2 separate regions of the Mus musculus genome follow, and region 2 is linked to region 1. The links are chromatin contacts, called in public HiChIP or PLAC-seq maps. All regions are on one chromosome and are shown on one strand. Each heading gives the region's core, a stretch centred on a gene start, on an enhancer-like site or on the middle of the called end of the contact. The rest is flanking DNA. Distances are from core to core; before and after follow the strand shown.

Evidence for each region. HiChIP or PLAC-seq counts read pairs in DNA pulled down with a chosen protein or histone mark.
Region 2: a contact with region 1 is called in an H3K27ac HiChIP or PLAC-seq map of microglia, with 4 times the contacts expected there. The contact joins two enhancer-like sites. A contact is called at or near these places in 1 of 15 datasets of contacts at CTCF or cohesin (the NIH/3T3 cell line), 4 of 484 Hi-C or Micro-C datasets (the G1E-ER4 cell line, bone marrow-derived macrophages, megakaryocyte progenitors and 1 more), 3 of 115 datasets of contacts at active chromatin or transcription factors (effector CD8 T cells, microglia and neural progenitor cells) and 1 of 9 other capture datasets (embryonic stem cells).

Annotation. Positions count from the first base shown.
Region 1 is chr12:25,214,116-25,219,761 of GRCm38.p6, forward strand. It overlaps Gm36287 (a long non-coding RNA gene), which reads left to right. Exons shown (of 9, transcript XR_003950180.1): 7 at 3,630-3,807. Among named protein-coding and RNA genes, the nearest start is that of Gm36441, 7.3 kb to the left of the region's middle. Within about 2 kb of position 2,861, at least 93 of the 459 cell types and tissues checked have an H3K27ac peak or open chromatin away from gene starts, as enhancers often do. A contact at or near this core is called in bone marrow-derived macrophages and microglia, where this site is marked.
Region 2 is chr12:25,328,829-25,334,164 of GRCm38.p6, forward strand. No RefSeq gene overlaps it. Among named protein-coding and RNA genes, the nearest start is that of Gm36723, 24 kb to the right of the region's middle. Within about 2 kb of position 1,398, at least 42 of the 459 cell types and tissues checked have an H3K27ac peak or open chromatin away from gene starts, as enhancers often do. A contact at or near this core is called in bone marrow-derived macrophages and microglia, where this site is marked.

The sequences.
Region 1 (5,646 bases), core at 1,611-4,110:
GCCGTCCCCCTCCCCGCTCCAAGGGTGATCTCACTATGCACGGTAGGCAGTGGGGAGAGGCCTGTGGACCCCTGCAAATCTGGATAGCGTTCAAAGAGGTTCTGGTTCTTTACTTGTCCTGGTCAGCACTGTTTCTGCCTCTTTCCTGACTCAGCGAGTGACCTGCAGTGACCCCGAGGAGGGAAATGTCTTGGCTAGACTTGAGGACTTATTCTATGAATCAGGGGCAGAAGTCTCTGGCCTTGTTCTGTCATTGAAGTTATGTCACATGATTTTGTAGAGGGAGAGTGTCACCCCAGTTTTTTGACAACCAAAGCTGGGCTACACTTTAGCTTGTAGACCCCTAAGAACTTCCTCAACAGAGGATCAAACTGTACCGTGAATTTGATGAGTCTATTGTATGTAAGAGGCACCCCGGTACAGCCTAGCCCTTGGTATTCCCTGATGAGAAGCCAGTGAAGAGGAGAATCAGCACCCCCTGCTATGAGTAAGACCTAGTTGTAGAGTCTAGGAAAGAGTTTGAATAAAGAGATGCATAGGTTTCTCATGTAGCAAGTTGTCTGGATCTGATGACCTTAGAGTTGATGTAGCAGGCAGAGCTCATTGTGGAAGAAAAAAGAAACCATTCTAGGTATGTTAGTCAGCAAAGTCTCTACTGCAGGGGATTTATTTATAAAATCAATGGAGGGGCTGAAGGAGAAGGATACAGGCTGGGCCTTGGGAACTGCTCTACCTGGAAGGGTCTAAGTCTCATCCTTGGGAGAACTGATTCTAAGCCCTCCAGCCTAGGGCAGGTGTGGAGAAGGGGTTGGCATTGAATCCTTGTCTCTAGAGAACTGATGCTATCTGCACTACCATTCAGACCTGGAGGATGAGTACCGTCACACAGTGGCAGCCACCGTTAGGCATTCTAGACAGAGAAAGCATCCACTTGACCACTGCCTTATATAGACAGTGATTTTGTGAAAGCTAATTATCATCCAAAACCTTTACTGAAAGGAAGCTTGGGGAATACCTTCCAACTCTCTTAAGGAAGAATACAAGTGGGCTATTCCAGGGAACCCAGCACATGGGACAGCAGAAGGCTGCTGGCTAAAGTAGGCTTGCCCAAGAGAAGTTCTTCAAGAGAAGTTTGACTCAGGAACACATTCTCCTTTAGGTAGGCCCATGATGGAAAGGGACCATGTTTTTCAGTTTCTGATTTGACACTGGAAGCTTTTAGCCCCAGTTCTATATCCCTCAGATAAGTGGCTTTGAAAAGTTCCGGTTGCCCAATTGTGGGATAAGGAAGTGTGTGTGATAAGCCAGAGTGGGGCTCTCCGGCTACAGCAACTTATGGTCTAAGGTCTCAGAAGTACTTCTCCGGAGGAGTAGCTCTTTGTTCCTGGATTTGCGAGGCCTCAAGAGCCCTTCACTGGGCACTTTCTCTGAGAGTTCATAAGGATCAAAGGAGCAAGGAGGAGGGGAGATGTGGGGGGAGTTTGGTGACCACAAGTGAAGGGGGGTGGGGTGCTGCACAAACAGCTGTGTCCAGTGTACCCGACCCAGAGCTCCAACATAGATGCTTCTATTAGGATGGGACACCAAAGCCCAGCCCATTTGCCTCGATTTCCCCCGGCAATGACCACTGTCTTTTAGGAGAATGTAGAGAGGGCAAGCACTCACAATGAGCCTGGAACTTCACACTGCAATACCATCTGAGCTCCAGTGGTTACCTGCCTTATAAGCTCGGTGGCTTCTTCCCAGCCTTGGTGGTCTGTCTGTCTGTTGCAGTGGGGATGGAAAGCAGCTAAGGGTGTTTGCTCAGTGAGCATTTACGGAGCATCTCCTTTGCACTGGGTTCTTGGTTAGCATTAATTAACAGGGGCTGGAAAGATGGCTCAGTCAGTAAAGTGCCTGTCAAGGAAGCAAGAGGATCGAAGTTCTGATCCCCAGGATCCCATGAAAAGCCGGGAGTATGGCCTTCTGTAATCCCAGCACCACAGAGGCAGAGAGCTAAGAGGATCACTGGGGCATGCTGGCAATCATCACGCTAGGCAGTTGTGAGCAACAGAGTTGGTGACAAGACTGTCTCAAAAATAATGTGGAGAGCAGTAGAGAAGACATCTGATATCAACTTCTAGTCTACAAACACACACACACAGACAGAGAGAGAGAGAGAGAGAGAGAGAGAGAGAGATACACACACATACAGACACACACATACAGGTATACACACATACACACATACATACACACACTTACACATAGAGGTACCTATACACAGACAAACATACAGACACATACATACTTACACAGACACACATACATACACATACACACACATACCACACAGATACACACACATACACAGCACACATATACATACACAGCACACACACAGGCATACACATACCACACACATACATACACACATCACATATACACATATAGACACATATATATATACACATACATATGCATACCACCACACAGATACACACATACACACCACACACAGAGACACACACATAAATACAGAGACACAGACACACATACACACACACTCACATGCACATACACACACACACACACACACACACACACACACACACACTAAAGGGAGGGCAGGGAAACAATAGATGTGTGATAAGGTAAGGTGTGCTGCTTAGAGACCCCAGATACAAACAGGATGCAGTGTTCTGGCCCTGCAGTCATCACTAGGACATATCTACCTGGGGCTCTCCACGTCCCTTGCAGGACTTCCTGGTACTAAGAGGAAGGCAAGGGTGGGGCAGAGCGGGTGGAGGATGGGATGGTTCTGCATGGTTACCCATGGCTGCAGCGGAATGTGGTGAATGGTTAACTCCAGATACCACTTCTGGCCCTGAAACAAAAAGCTATGCTTGTCAGCATTTCCCTTTTCTGTGCTGTGAATACTCTCCCATGCTGATTGAAGCTCTTCATGGGGCCTTGTGTGGCAGGCAGGTCTGCTCACACTGGGCATTAGCAGTACAAAGCCGCAGGCTCCAGGATGCCATTGATGTGGCAAGGGGCTGGCTGTACTGTGGAGACAGGGTCACTGCCCCCCCTGACCCCCCCCCCCCCCAGGTAGGAGGATCCTATGGACTGACCATGCTCAAATGGCTTCATGTATATCTTAGCAGGGGGTCACTAAGGCCTTGCCACCCAGCCCCAGGGACTTCAGAGTCTTGTCTAGGGTCACACAACTGGCAACTAGGCCCATCCCCCACTCCTGGTTCTTGTGTTCCCTTATGACCTCTTATTTCCTCCGAGGCCAGTCCTGTCTGGAGAAGTCTGTTGGAAGGCAGGATGGTGACACTTTAGCTACTTGTACTGGGAGCAGACACTGGCATGCTAAAAAGTCAACAAACACATGTGCTCTTTGGTGGGCTCTGAACACCCGGCTTCCTCCAAGTCTTTGACGGCAGCCTCATTTGTGCTTACCATCCTGCCTCCCGGTCCCTCCCGTGCCCGACATGAGTCCCATGCAGATGAAAGGACACAGGAGGTAAACACATCCCAGCACCCAGTGTGTCCTTTTCACTGTAGGCAGTTTCGAATCCCCATTTGTGAGCTTCGTGGTCCATGGCATACTTGAACAACCATTGTCCTGATTGTTCCCAAAGGGGTGTCTACTACCTCGAAGAAGATTGTGTGTGTATGTGTGGATCAGAACTCAACTGAACTTGAAATGCCAGGCCTGCTGTTTCACACGCTCTGGACATCATGAAGACAGTTTTCCCTCCTAGCCTCGGCTCCTACTGTAGCAGTGAGATGAACCTGCATCTAAGGGGGCTTGCTCAGGTGAGCATTTATCGAGAATTAGCCGATGTTAACAAGCATGAATAACCAGGCTGTGGGCCTGAGAGAACGTCAAGTCTTTTGGGGGGTTGGGGGAGAATGACCATTAAAGGTTGATGCCCAAGCGTGACGAGGCAGAGAGATGTGGGGGCAGAAGTTGGTCAGAATCCGTGGGAAAAGGCCCCAGAGGCTTTCTGCAGGCCAGGTGGCCAGGTGCGGCGCCTGCGTGTGGGCGGACAGGTGCTCGGCTGATGTCCCAGGGAGAGAGACATGAAGAAGCCTGCTGGCTCAGGGTCTTCTGGAATGCTGTGTGTAGGTCGGGGTGGTGAGGGGGAGGATGCCACAGCAGTGGAATATCCCTGGGGTAAGCGAACTCACGGGGTTTAGTGGGCTCACCAGCTCTCTCTCTCTCTCTCTGCAGAGCCATACACTATGTTTGTGGCTCACACTGCCTCCATGAAGCCCTGGGAGTGTTCTAGTCTTAGTGACCCAGGGCACACGTGATCACGTGAGCTGCAGAGCATCCTGCTTTCCGAGGGCCACCATAAGGGACGTTAGGTGGCCTGCTCGGAGCCTGAGGCACCTGGGAGGGCTCTGCTCCCACCTCCCGATGTCCTTCCTTTCTGCCATATCCGAGGAACTTGGCTGAAAAGCTACCAACCACAGGCCTGAATGAGTCCTTTCTTCCCAGGGAGACACCTGCATGGAGGTTGGGGGCCCAGGAAGCCGGTGACAGCAGGTGTAGCTACTTGTTCTCAAGTGTTTCCTCTGATAACATTTCACAGAGATCGGCTTTGCTGGATGCTCCGGTCTCCTGGGGGCCTGCGGGTGCCCTGGAGGAAGGGAAGGAAGAAGAGAGTAGGGGGGAGGGGAGGAGGGAGACATAGGGCAAGGGAGGCGGAGTGGGGGGGTGGGGGTGGGGGGAGGGGAGGGGAGAGAGGGGGAAAGGGAAAGGGGGAAAGAGCGGTGGCCGTGGCAATAGTCTTCCTCGAACCTGGATGGGCCTAAGCACCCTGCTCACAGATGTATCACAAGTCCAGCTTCCCTTGCATGGTCCTGTCTGTAGCATGAAGCAGGGGATGAGATACTGTCAGAACAAGGGCTTGTTTCAAAGAGAAGATGCAGCTCTCCAGCTTGCCCTTGATTTTACAGCAGGCAGCTCAGCACCCCCAAACCCACCCGAGCTGCAGCCTGTGTGGAAAGGAAACCAGTGTGACGGGGGTGGGGGGTGGTGGGGGGTGGGGGGGTGGGGGGGGCGTTTCTGTCTCTGTCTGCCTGTCTTTATCCTCGTGGGCTTTGCTGATGTCAGGGTGAAGGGGACAAATGACATTTTGCTAGGAACGGAGTCACCATGTGTTTTTTTTTCCCCCTCCACTGCATCATAATACCTGTTCTAAGGGTGGGAAAATATAATAGGAAAATGCCTATTTTTAAGCATTCCTCAAACCAACCTTCCTAGTTTCTAGGATAAACATCAGTGCTTTCCTGGGCTCAAAGGCATATAGGCGCTCCACAGACCGGACTTACAGTGTGTCTGTTTGTCTGTAAAATGGGGATAATACTACTACCTCCTGGAGCAAAGGGCTTAACGAGACAGTGCGCCTTCCTTCCTCAGGAGCAGAAGCGACTCCCTGGGAGACGTCAATTTGCTCCTTTGCCCATAAAGCTTACTGTTCCCGGACCAGTACTAGGGAGCAGGGCGAACTCTCTTTCTGTGCTAAACACAGGTGTGTTTATCAGTTTAAAAATCCACCTCTGGTAGGCTACTGGAGGAATAAACTGAAACTCGTACGTAAGTCATCAGCCCCGGGCAAACTTGGCAACTCGTGCTCAGTGAGTACA
Region 2 (5,336 bases), core at 148-2,647, 110 kb after region 1:
CAAAATGATGGCAGAGCTGATTGCAAACACTGGGTGATTTTTCATGATCTCATTTTAAATGGGTATTTATTCAATTGTTAAAAGGATTCCATAACCTTGTGATTCAGCAATCATTGTGGTGGGCTGAAAGTTCACCCAGTGAATGTTTGAAGATTGTAATAAAGTGTTTGGCTGGGTCTTGTAGGAATTGCTGGAGGGAAAAGCATAGGTGTGAAGCAGAAATGTCAGTCCTGCCCTGCATACAGAAAGGCTTACAAATCATCTATTTTCTGTCTTTTAATTCCCACAGCCTGAGCCACTCCAGCCTCTGGGTGCTGGGCATAGCCAGTGGCTCTGATGTCCCCTTCCTCTGGGCTTTGACAAGCAGTCTCCCTCCCTCTACAGCTCCCTTCCCCAAAGCCTAGCACAGAGTGGGTAAAGGCTGCTGTGTGGAATGATTCCTGGGGAGAGTGGGGCAGGAAATGGGGAAAGGAGGAAATAAGGAAAGCCAAGCACCAGAGTCCCAGCTCTCTCCTCCATGACATGTGGCATGGGTCACCTTTTACCTGCATTTGGGTGTGGGCCATGCAGGATCAGAGGAAACCAGAGGTGGAGACTCTGGGTCTACCTTGACCCTGTTATTTATTTAGTGATGAAGGTTTTTTCCTTTCTTTTTTAAATCTCTGTACCATCCCGGAGAGGAGAGGTTGCACAGTGGCTTCCTGGCATCTTTTGAACCACACTCTGGGCATCTGCTTGTTGCTTGAGCTAATGGCTCTGTTCATCTGTGTGCTGTGAGATTTTGCAGCAGGTGGATTTCTGGGAGTTCCTCCCACAGAGTTTGTGACATAGCTCTAATGTCTGGGGAATGCAATCAAACCTCTTCCCAAGGCACACGTGGATATGTGCAGGACTCTTACAAACAATCTAACCTGACATATGCTAACCTTCCTCTGAGATGTCTCACCAGCAAACTCAGTACTAGCCAGACTGACTTCCAGCTGTCTTTGGCATCCGTATTTTGGGGAATATGTCTGAAGCAGGAGAGGAAGTAAATAAGTGAGGCCTTGATTCTGTGTAGGACTGGTGGTGGTCCAAGAAGAACCCAGATGAGGAATTGAGAAGGAGGAGAAAGAGGAGGAAGAGGGAGATGAGGAGGAAGAGGAGGAGGAGGAGGAGGTGGTGGCAGCTAGGTTTGGCCTCAGATGAAAGTCAAGATGAACCTGGTGGAGTAGGAGGAAGGAGGTCTCTCAAGCAAGTGAGAGAGGGACCAACAAGCCACAGATTAGCCTCTGACATTCAGAGTGGGAAGTGGTCCAGTTTATCGGTGGAGGCCTGGTGGTGCTAGACTTGAAGGCTGAGAGGATGTTGACAGAAATGGGGATGTGAGACTGGGCAGCAGACGGACATATCAGTGATTGTTGGCAGAAACCAGAGCATGACACTGGAGCTGGGTGGAACTGGGAGGAGCTTGGTGGAGCTGGGCAGGGAGCTGCTTAGAGATTTCCCTCTCCAAGGACTTTTGGTGGGAGTCCATTGTCCGAGTTTCATTTCTGTTTCTGTGATAAGATATCTTTACAGAAAGCAACCTATGGGAGAAAGGGTTCATTTTAGCTTACAGTCTGCTAGTCCATCGATGTGGGGAAGTCACAAGGTGAGGAACTTGAAGCTTCTGTCAGATCCAGAGTCAAGAGCAGAGAGGAAAGGCCTGCTTAGTACACTGTTGGCTTTCTCTACTCTTCTATAGTCCAAGGCCTGGACTTGGGGAGGGGCTACCCACTTTCTTATCAATTAAGGCAATCGAGACAATACTCCATAACATGCCCATGGGCTAACCTGATCTAGTCACTCTCTCACTGAGACTCTACATTGTGTCAAGTCAACAAGTAAAACTAACAGTCCCAGCTATGGAGCCAGAGCCACCATCAGCAGTCAAGGTGTGGGTCCGGACTGGACGAGGGTCACTGTCCTCAGGATTCATCCCTTAGAGTCATCTACCTTCCCTCCTATACCCAATCATCTACAGAGATTTCATCTACAGAGATTTAGCTTTTACCTGCTAATAACCACAGAAGTAGATTCCAGTATATTCCACAGGCCAGTATTCCATACCTTTGTAAGCCTTAGTAGACTAAACTCTATTTTAGACTTGTTTTAATTTATTAATTTGTTTTAATACTATTTTAGTATTTGTTTTAATTCCAAAGTAACTTTCCATTCATGAAAAATGAGGATTTGTCCTCTGTCACTCAAGAGGAATTCTCTTCTATGATGGGGATTTGTTTTTGATATCAGAATTTCTCAAAGTTAAGGGTAGATCTCTGGGGTGCTTTGGGGGTTTAAAGATTGTATAATTTTCTTTAAAAGTATAAAATTAATAATATGTAGTTAAATATGGAAGTTGAAATCTGTTGAGAATAGGAAAATCTCAATAAATTATACATTTTAAGAGTTAGTGTGCTGGTTCTGCCTTTATCACTGTGAAAAAGATTCTTGTGTTAAGTTATCAGAAGGAAGGTCTGTTTTGGTGTGGAGGACTGTACATAACTGTGCTGAAGCAGGGGCACATGGTGCAATATGCTGGCTATTTCATGGTGGACAGGAAGCAGACTAGAGACTCAATATCCTCATCCAGGACACACCTATGATGACCTAATTTCTTCGTAGAGGAAAACTTCTGAAGGTTTTAAACTTCCCTCAGAGTGTCATCCACTGAAAATAAAGATGTTAAAACATGGCCTCTGGTGAAAGAGTCCAGATCCAATTATAGCTGCCTGAGAAATGGTATGATCGTGATGGAAACAGCAACTCTTGCTAGTTAGCTACATTGGTAATGCTCTTTCTCCCTAGATTTTTGCCCAGGTGTGTGTGTGTGTGTGTGTGTGTGTGTGTGTGTGTGTGTGTGTGTTTCACATGTGTGTGGGCACATGTGAATCTGTGTGTGCCCACACAATGTGCCAAAGGTTGATGATATTGGCTATTTTCCTCCATGCTTTCCACCTTATGTATTGAGGCAGTGTCGGATCTAAATCCAAATCTCTCAGACTTGCCTAGTCTGGCTAGCCAGCTTGCTCGGAGGGTCCCCACTTCCATGCTAAGCCATCTCCTTTGTTTGCCTTCTCCTTACACAGTTTTACAATGTTATTTTCTTTTGAGCATGTAGTAGCAATTAAGCTACTTCTGGTCAAGCTGATAAAGTTTCACTCTGCATAGATGGTATTGAGAGAAATACTTTCAGCTACAGGGTCCTTCTCTGGGGTGGCAGATGTGCACTGCCTCTGCAGCCGCTAGTTTGGTTAGATCTGGTCCCCAGCAAGGACTAGGGAATACTGAGGCTTGTAGATCTCCCTAGGTTTGGTCTTTGGCGGGTGAGCTGAACACCTTCAACTCTGCCCATTGTTGGCAGTGGCTTAGCATTTAGACTGGACCATGATTGCCCCAGATGCAAAGCCCATCTAAAATGACTGCTTGGTCATATTTTCCACTTAAGGTCAGAGACAGGGTCTGAATGTTCATTAGGGCAGAATGATGCAGAGATATGCCACGTAGGGCTAGTACCATAGGCTGAAGACTCCGCCCCATCGTTAGGATCATCACTAGGGAGAAAGACACTACATTTGATAGAGTTGTGTATGCAGGGCCAAAGAAGGAGCCACGCAACTGGGGGACATGAGTAAGCTGTATAAGCTGATGGCAGTGTCTCATATGACAACCATGACTGTCACGCCCACCCTCCCCCTTGACAGACACGACGCATGAGCTGAGGGTTCTTTCCCAAGATTATAATAGGGCACAGAAATGAGATGTTTAACTGCAGCTTGGAGTCAGCCTCATGGCAACTCTCCGAAGACTGGCAGCTGGCGCGGTTATTAGCAAATTGCCATCTGCTTCAGTCCTCCTCCTGGGAGTTTCATCTGATCCTATTAGTTTCCTAGGGCCTGTTCTACCTGGGAGACGCCTCCAGGCTAAGGACCAGGTCCAGAGATGGTATTGCTCACTGTTACAGAGAATTCTCTGAGGGAGCGCTTTGAAACAAGTGTGGGTCCTGCCCTGTGGATGTGGGGTGAATTATTGCACAGTCACGACCTGAGGCTTCCATCCTCCTGCTTATCACTCACACCAGCTCAAACCAACATGTGTTCATTCCTCCAGGAAGCACTGAGCTTTAACCAGTGGAGGACACAGGAAAAGATCCTTGGCTCATAACTTAATAGGCCTGTCAGGAGCTGAGTGAATTCTGTACAGGTTTTATGAAGATCTTTCCATTATAGATCACAGAGACACTTTTGTACGGCCCAAGTTAAGGCATGGGATTGATTGATTCATGTAATTGCAAGGTTATAAGGTGGGGCTAGTGCAGGGGTTCTCAACCTTCCTAATGCTGCGACCCTTTAATACAGTTCCTCACGTTGTGCTACCTCTAACTGTAACATTATTTTTGTTGCTACTTCATAACTGTAATTTTGCTACTGTTGCAGATGTAATTAAGATATCTGTGTTTTCCAATGGTCCTGGGTGACCCCTGTGAAAGCGTTGTTCAACCCACAAAGGGGTCACAAAGCACAAAGGTTGAAAATCACTGTGGTTCAGGGCCGATAGCAGAAACATTTATGTCATGGCAAGGGACTCTGTGCAGGACGATGGATGGGTCATGAACGGCAACAGGAAGGCTGGATTCACAGTGACAATTGTTCTGGAAGCAGTGACAAGTGGCTCAGCCCAAGCAGACTTAGGATGAAGAGAGAAGGGAGAGGAGCCACGTGCTAGCAGCCTACTAGTAGGAAGTCACCAGCATCCTTGGACAGGAGAGCAAGGGTGCCACAGTGTCCGTGAGATCTGATGTGGTGGGTAAATGAGAATAGCCATCACAGGCTCATAGGTTTGGATGCTTCATCCCCAGATAGCAGATGTGTTTGGGAAGGATTAGGAGATGTGGCCTTGTTGGAGGAGATGTGTCACTGGGGGTGAGCTTTGAGATTTCAAAAGCTCATACCATTCCAGTTTTGCCCTCCCTGCCTATTGCTTTTATATCAGGATGTAAAACTCTTAGCTACATTGGCTCCAGTGCCATGCCCATCTGCTTCCCACCATGGTGATCATGGGATAACTCTCTAAAATTATAAGCACCCACCTAATTAAATATTTCCCTTTATTCAAGTTGTCTTGGTCATTTGTCTTATTCACTGTTCTATTGCTATGAAGAGACACCATGACCACAGAGAAACACTGAATGAACTCAACCTCTGTGATTGGCTTATAGTTGCAGAGGTTTAGTCCAGTATCACCATGGCAAGAAGTATGATACCATGCAGGCAGACATGGTGCTGGAAAGGTACTGCATCAGGATCTGCAGGCAG